2 separate regions of the Mus musculus genome follow, and region 1 is linked to region 2. A link is a contact called in public Hi-C data. All regions are on one chromosome and are shown on one strand. Each heading gives the region's core, a stretch centred on a gene start, on an enhancer-like site or on the middle of the called end of the contact. The rest is flanking DNA. Distances are from core to core; before and after follow the strand shown. Region 1 holds the start of Ccdc115 (coiled-coil domain containing 115). Region 2 holds the start of Rab23 (RAB23, member RAS oncogene family).

Region 1 (4,281 bases), core at 1,406-3,905, 720 kb after region 2:
GTATTTGTGTGTGTGTGTGTGTGCTGTCTTGTCTATAAACTTCCCAGGGCTTAAGTGATCCTCCTGCCTCAGCCTCTAGAGTTGCTGGAGCTACAGGCACGCGCTGCCACGCCCAGCCTGAGGTACTTTTATTGACTGGAATTGTCCTGATCTACCTTATGTTTCTAGACTCCCTTTCTTCTCTGTCACCATTTCTGCAGGGCTTCACTATCCCAGATGGCTGCCGCAGGTTATTCACACGTCACTGTCATGCCCTGAGACCATGGCCTAGAACTAGGTGCTCTCTACACTGCTCAGCTTTGCTTCATCAAACTTCATAACTCAACTTCATGCCTCGAAAAGCTAGAAACCGCGCAGACTAAGGACATTTCTAGGTGGGGCATCAGCTGAGACAGGGGCTGCTTATAAAAAGAAGAAGGCCTGAGGTAAGGTGGTAGCATCCACGGCAGCTATGCTCAGTGCCTCCCAATGTGGATGCAGGTCAGGCAGGCCCAGGGTCCAACTCCTTCAGTTTTTTCTGGAGGCCTCGAAGCTGACTCTGACCCCAGTTGATGCGAGTCTGGAGACTGGCTATATCTGCAGCCAGCTGTAGGCCTGGTGAGAGAAGAGGAATGTCATCATGGTAAGATCCATGGAGTGCCGCCCCCCCAACCCCTAAGACTGCAGGGGTGTTAGGCCTCCCTAGCCAGTACAATAGTCCTAAAACTCACCATCCCGGAAGCTGGCTTGGGCCTGCCGCAGACTGTGAGGAACCAAAATTCCAAACCAGTTCAAGGGATCTTGAGGAACTACAGCAGATCCTAACTCTTTGGTCTTGGTGGGGCCCTTGCGCCTGCGCAGAGCTGAAAGAAAGGCCATACAGTCCTCATGACCACAATGAGCTTAGTCCAAGTTCATGATTCTGAGAAACACTGGAGGTTAGCTATTTCCCCAACCTTCTCCTGTGTCTGGAAATAGTAACACTCCCCCCTTTGTAATCCAGTTGACTCTGTCTATTCTGACTTCCAGGACAGACAATTCTGTTTACCCAGAACAAGACTACGACTGACTTTGCCAATTTACCTAAAAGTGATGAAATGTCCCCAAGCTGTTTCAGGAGTGATTAACTGGGATTGGAGGTTTATTTCCAAGGAACATCTAGATATAGGGATATACATTTTCTGTTCTGTTGAGCTCCTTTGAATGCAAAACTCATCCCACTATAAAAGAGTCCACCTTTAACTGTGTAGAGATTAAAGTACCAGAGCAAACTCCATTTTGTTCTCAGACTCCATTTTAAGCTAACCTGCCCTCACAATGACTTGGCTCCCACCCTTGAGTTCTGAAAAAAACAAAAAACAAAACGAAATGAAAAGCAAAAAACAACCAAACAAACAAAAATCCGAAATATTCTTGGCAGTTGCAAAACAGACGTAATAGCTGTGGTCAGTCGATAATAATGGGGTGGGCTAAGAAAACATGATTCGTTCCCAGGTGAAGATGCACCTTTTAGATGTGTGGTCCCTCCTTGTGGTTTGACCAGATGCTGTGAACCAATCAGCTTAAACGCCAACATTCCTTTAACCCTCTTACCCAACCATGTTATGTCAAGGAGGCTTGGAATACACCCCATTCCCTTAGACCTCCTCGGGCGGCTCTCCTATCCTGTTACTTGAACCCTACCTATCAAAGTATAAGAACCCCACCCTCCCACACCCCCGCCCCCCAGACATTCAACTCTCCAGCTCAGACGCTCTCCATTAATCAGATTCCGAATGAAGCAATTTCCTTAAATGTTCAATGAGTTTTGTCTTTAGCGCTGAGTAAGGGCTGACAGGTGGAAAGGAGACTTACATGCTTCGCTAGGCCCCACTTCCTCGGGGGTCTGGGCGTCAGCTTTGATCACCCTGAAGGTCTGGGGTCCATCCTGGGCCTCGCTGGGAAAAAAAAAAAAAAAAAAAAAAAAAGGGAAGTTGGATCTCTGGCCGCGCCGGCCTAGGTCCTGCCCATCCACTCTCCAAGGGGGGGGGGGGGGGGGGGCGCTCACCTGGCACGCACGCAGACCTGAGGCTCCATACGCGAGGCATACTGCAGGGGTCCTACCGACTTGGCTCCCATGGCATAGCGAGCCTTGGCAAGTGAGAGCCAACCCTGGGGAGACAGGAGAGACTTGAGACTGTTTTCCCTCCCTGTGCCCGCTTTCTATCCCTCCTTCCATTCCCCGTGGCCCACCTCCTCCACCCTGGCGTTCAGCGCCGCCCGCTTCGCCTCCAGTTCCTCCAGGTCACTGAGCAGCTGTAGGCACTTGGAGTCCAACTCCTCTCGCAGAGCCTGGACCGCCATGGCCCAGCCAGTCTTGGGACACGCGCGGATGGGCGGAGCCACTTCCTTCCAAGCCGCCGAATCACTGCGCGGCCATGTGCATGACAGCCAATAAGCGCTCAAGATCCGCCCTTAGGGGGGCAGTACTAATCGTGACCCGGAAGTCAAAGGCTTCAACTTCCGGGTGATCCCTGTCACCAGCCAGGACGCGGATTAGCGCCTGGAGCGGGATACTTCTCGAATCCGATGGCTACCAAAAGTCGGACCTTAACTTGAATCTAGGAAGCCATGCGCACAGTTCCTGCTTTTACTCTTCGCTAGCCTGCTGCCTGACCAGCTCAAGCACCGGTGAAGCCGCAGACGGACTAACTAATCAGGACGGTCTTAGACCACGTGACATCCCAAATCCGGGTAATTAATTGGTTGCCCGTCTGACCAATCACCTTGCGACGCCCTCCTCCATTCGCCATCTTAAGATGGGGCACTCTGACCGGCAGTGGAATCGAGTGAAGCCTCTAAAGGCCTTTTTGGTTGAGGGCGGAAGTGATCACTGCGTGGTGCCAGCAGCGCCAGAAGAGTTGGGACTCGTGAGGGAGCGGCGCTCATCATGGTAGGATGTTTTGATTTCCTGTTCTGGTTTAGCGGGAAAGAAGGGGACTACGGGAGGGCTGAGTTGTGGTCCTCGGTGCTCCGAAGTGGATGGTGACCCTGTGTGTTCTCTAGCTCCGTCGGGAGGCTCGCCTGCGCCGCGAGTACCTGTACCGCAAAGCCCGGGAGGAGGCGCAGCGATCCGTTCAGGAGAAGAAGGAGCGAGTCAAGCGTGCTCTAGAAGGTAAGGCCTCCCTGTGCTGGTGGGTTACAAGTCCTTGCTCGAGCATACTACACGGAGGTGTAAACGCATTTGAACTTAATGTATTTGTATCAGGGTGGCTGGTCATCTTTCCTTTCTCTGCTCGTTAGGTAGGACCTCACTGCTCACTGGTTTCTGAATGATCCCACCATGTGATAGTATGGCCGTTTATGCTACAGTTGCCCATGTCTACAGGTTGATTGCCAGTTTTGCTTACAGAATATCTAGTTTTTATTTAGTTTTAAAACATTGCCTCTGTCGGGTGGCGGCGGCGCACGGTTTCAATCCCAGCCCTCGAGAGGCAGAGACAGGCCGATCCCCGAGTTCGAAGCCAGCCTGGTCTACATAATGAGTTCCAGTACAGCCAGAGCTAAAACAGAGAATCCCTGTCTCGAAAAACCAAAAACCAAACCAAATCAAGCAACAAACCAACAAAAAACCTTTGCCTCATCTAATTGATTCCCATCTTAGGGAATGGGTCTGCAAGAATCCTTGGTATTTGTTTTTGTTGTCTTCTTCAAAACAAAATTAGAAAAACCTGTTATTGATTGTTATAATTGTCTTGCATTTTAATTCTTCTTCCATTTAGAATTTGACATTCGTTTTACAGGTTAGTTTAAAACTTTGCCTTACATTAATTCACATTTTCATTTGCCCTAATAAATGAAGATCCTCTATCACAGAGCTTAATTGGAAATGTTCTATTTATCCCTATTTTGCTTTTGTATCTAAGGAACTTCATGTCTCCCGCCTGATTGATAGTACAATATCCCTGGTGCCAGTAATTAAATTCCGTTCCTGTAATTTAGGACTATAAAGTATATGTGTGTCATGTAACGTTTTTTTGAGTTAAGAAGCATAATGTTAGGGCTGGGATTGTACCACAGTTGTTAGAGAGTGCTTCCTAACATGAAGGAGGCTCTGGATTCTGTCCCCAGCCTGACTCAACTGTGCCTGGGGGCCTATGTCCCAACACTGGTAAGGTGGAGGCTAGAGGATCAGGAGTTCAAGGCTTGCTTTGGCTGCATGAGTTTCAGATCAGCCTGGGCTATATAAGCATAATGTTAAGTATCTGTGACCCATTACCATAACTTAAAAAAAAAGTTTTAAAAAAATGGCTCAAGGATTCA
Region 2 (3,766 bases), core at 249-2,748:
TAATTTTAGAAAATGCTCTTGACTTGTAGGTCCCTACTCTTGTGTAGCTCGGCTGCTAATTGTGGGTCATATCCTAGGACCAGGCTTTTTTTCCCCCATCTGCTATGACTGCACAAAACCTTTAAGTCAGAGAACTTAAAAAAAAAAAAAAAAGATTTATTTTATGTGTGAGAGTACACTGTCACTGTCTTCAGACACACCAGAAGAGAGTTTCAGATCCCATTACAGATGGTTGTGAGCCACCACGTGGTTGCTGGGAATTGAACTCAGGACTTCTGGAAGAAGAGTCAGTACTCTTAACCACTGAGCCATCTCTCCAGCTCCACTCAGAGAACTTTCAGTGTCAAGAGTTTTGAGCAACAACGGAAATGAACTGAACGCTTGGCATGATGACACAGCCTTGTAATTTCAGCACTGAAGAGATTGACACAGCAGGGTGGTGAGTTGAAATTCAGCCTTAGCTGCACTTGGCCAGTCTTGGATAAATAACCAGACTTTGCCTTGAAAAACAAAAACCAAACGCCAAGCCAAACAAAAACAAAAAAACAAACCCCAAACTAAAAAGGAAGGAGAAAACAATGGGTTTGGCATGCAGTGTGTGCTTTTGTGTACAGCACTTTGTTTTAACCTTAAGCTTCTGTCATTGTGTGTTGTTAATGCTTACAGCTGCAGAGGCTCCTTTTCATGGCTGTGTAGTGGTTCCATTACACAACGGAGAGGTATTAGTTCATTGACATCTTTTGGGTTATTTCCATTTGGAGAGTATTAGGACAGATGCAGCTATGGGTGTCCTGACATCTGTTTGCCTGTATATCATAAGGACAGTTCCTATCAGCTGTGTGACCAAGGAATGGGTGGATCACAGGGTGCACAAATGTAACAAACTCTCCTTCTCGTTCAAAGGAGTTGCTCCAGCACACAAATTCAGCTAATTCACATTCTTTTCAACACTTGGTATTTTATATCACCCTCCCCTGTTTTATTTTGATGCATACAGAAACAACCAACGTTTATGTATTTTGAGACATAGTTTATTGTAGTTCAGGCTGGCCTTGAAATCCTGATCTTCATGCCACACCATCTTTCCAAGTACTAGGATCACACACGTGTGTTTCCACGCCGCGTTTGAAGCGAGTTTGCTTTTTTGCAGGACCTTTTTAAATTTGTGGGTTAGTTTTCTGAGTTGTTAGCCATCACGGTCTTCTATTTTGTTCAGTCATACCCTGCAAACAAATTATTTGTCTTCATTCATCACTTTTTTTTTCACACTTCAGTGCTACCACGTGAGTCTCAGGTGGTGACAGACTTCTGAGGCCCCCGGATACCTGACCCTGTGTAGGGAAACAAGGCACACCTTCAGTAGGTTAGCACATCCTGCTCACCTTGGTCTCCTTGGGTACCAAGGCCTGATGCTGTGCAAACCCAGCCCGCGCCTTCCCTGCCAGCGCAGGGCGGGGCCGGTGCTGAGCATGCGCAGACCAGGTGGCGCATGCTCCTCAGCGCGGCGGGCGGGAGTCCGGCGCGCCCTCCATCCCCGGCGGCGTCGGCAAGGAGTAGCTCGGTGAACCCGGATACTAATAAAGTTCGCTAGAGACTCATAATCGTTCTGAAAGAGCGGAGCGGGTACGAGGCGTCCGCGGGGAGGAGCCGGGCTCGGTGCTGCGGGCTGTGCGTTCCGGGCTCGGTGTTGCGGACTGTGCGTTCCGGGCTCAGCGCTGCGGGTTGTGCGTTCCGGGCTGCGGGCTCCGCGCTGAGGGTTCCGGGCTGCGGGCAGAGGTGAGTGCGGCCTGCGCGGCCTCGGCTCGGGGCTGCGGTGCCGCCGGGATGTCGCTGTGGGCGCGGACGGCGGCTGCGGGCGGCGCTCTGCTCTCGCGTCCTCGTGGGGACCGCTCCGCGCCGACGACCCCGGCCGCGGCTCGCTCACCAACCGCCGTGGCTTCCCAGGAGCGGGAACCCGAGAGTGGGAGAACTTGATGCGGGTGCGGCGCGGCGCGGGACGCACAGGGCTGCGCGACTCCGCCTGGGACGATCCCAGTGCCTTCTGTAACGGGCGGGTTGCTGTAGGAAAAAACAAACCCGGCAAGCCTTTCTTTAGCAAGTTGACCCATCCTTTCCTTTGCCTACGCGAGAGTCTGCATTGGTTGCCAAGGGATTTGAAACCGAGAAGAGAGGACATTGATAATTACTGTCGGTTTTTAATTATATGTAGCATTGTGCTTTTCAAAGAACATACTTATTTTTTGCATTTTTTTTTTCTTAAAAGCATGTGTGATTTGGGATAGGCTCTCCCTGTGATGGCATGGCTGGCTTGGAACTTGTGTAGACAGGCTGGCCTCAAACTCAGAGCCTCTTCCCCCTGAAGGCTGGGATGCAGTGTTGTAACTAGTTTCTGAGAATCTTAACAGTAATTCCCGACGCTACGATCTGCTTTCACATCTTTGTTTAAATTTTATTTTTTAACTTCCATATGGTAAAAAAAAAAACCCAAATAACCATTTGGAGAGTTTTAGATTCATATATCTGGTCAGGATATGAAACCAGTCCTGCTACCTGTTAAAACCTCATGTTGTCTCTTTATATCTTACCTCTTATTCCTGATTCCTAGAAATCACTGTTTTCAGAATGCCATTTTAGTGTAACAGTTTGAGATGTTGATAACTGTCTTCCATGACTATATATAAACACCTTTGAGATTCAAGATGCGGCCCTGTTGGTTATTGGGGGGACAGGCTCTTCATATCTTTTTGAGACAAGATCTCAGGTGGTCCAGGCTAGCCTCAGACTTGCTCCAGTAGCAAGGATAATCATGACCTTAGGATTCTTCTGCCTCTACCTCCCTAGTGCTGGGATGACAGACATGTGCCGTCATGCCAGGTGTGTGTGTGTGTGTGTGTGTGTGTGCGCCGCGGGCTGCTAGGCATGGCGTCCGGGGCCTTGTGGAGCTAGACAAACAGTGTACCAATTAAGCCACATTATCTGTTCCACAGTTTCCTGTGTGGATAGCCCTTTTCTCCTTCTACTCCCTGTTTAATTAGGTAGATGTGCTAAACATAGCCAATTATATTATCCGCCCACTGAAGGGCATTTGGGGAGTTTTCAGTTTTATATGATTATGAATTGAGTTGTTATAGGTCTGGGGAGATGGCTTATTTTGTTGTTGATACTATTGAGGGTTTTTTGTTTTGTTTTGTTTTTGAACGTTAATTGTAGGGTGAAGAATTGTTTAGATTGAGAAGAGGAAGTCGACTTCCCAAAACTGAGCCAGTGTGAAACACAAGCTGGATGAACACGGTCAGATCTTGGTAAGGAGTGTAGGTTTGTATTGTTATTGTTTTTCTGTTTTTTTCTGAGATGGCATTTCACTGTGTAGCCCACACTGGTCTGGAGCTCCCAGGTGCTCTCTGGCCTCAGTCCGTCATGTGAGACCCTGAATAACAGCATTCTCCACCACTCTTGCTAGATTTAGATTTGCTCCTGAGCTTCAGGGTTATAAGAGGCTGGTGGTTGAAGTCTTGGTTTCATCCTAGAGCATTGAAATCATCTTCTCTGAGCACAGGATCCAAGTTCTTTGAAGTTCTCCTGGGTTCCAACATTAGGCACAGTCCAGAGTCTCTAACATTTACGTGACTATAAAACTTCATGAGCGAGAGTATCCATTTGGACTGTTAAAGAAGCAAATGCCAAGATAGCGTTAGCAGCACAACAGGCTTATGGGGAGGCTCCTGTGACCGCGGAAGGAAGAGCCTTAAGACTGCGATGCCCTTTG

Evidence for each region. Hi-C and Micro-C count contacts between places; a contact is called where the count stands out from the background.
Region 1: a Hi-C map of olfactory sensory neurons shows a contact between it and region 2, with 2.9 times the contacts expected there. The contact joins the promoter of Ccdc115 here to the promoter of Rab23 in region 2. A contact is called at or near these places in 1 of 484 Hi-C or Micro-C datasets (olfactory sensory neurons) and 1 of 115 datasets of contacts at active chromatin or transcription factors (memory CD8 T cells).

What each region holds. Positions count from the first base shown.
Region 1 is chr1:34,437,017-34,441,297 of GRCm38.p6, forward strand. It overlaps Ccdc115 (coiled-coil domain containing 115), which reads right to left and starts at 2,656. Exons shown (of 5, transcript NM_027159.2): 1 at 2,212-2,656; 2 at 2,027-2,130; 3 at 1,834-1,916; 4 at 711-842; 5 at 1-594. The coding sequence starts at 2,322. The coding sequence ends at 482. It overlaps Imp4 (IMP4, U3 small nucleolar ribonucleoprotein), which reads left to right and starts at 2,813. Exons shown (of 9, transcript NM_178601.3): 1 at 2,813-2,911; 2 at 3,025-3,133. The coding sequence starts at 2,909.
Region 2 is chr1:33,718,398-33,722,163 of GRCm38.p6, forward strand. Rab23 (RAB23, member RAS oncogene family) reads left to right here and starts at 1,499. Exons shown (of 8, transcript NM_008999.4): 1 at 1,499-1,776; 2 at 3,211-3,302. Gm32229 (predicted gene, 32229) reads right to left here and starts at 1,449. Exons shown (of 4, transcript NR_157041.1): 1 at 1,383-1,449.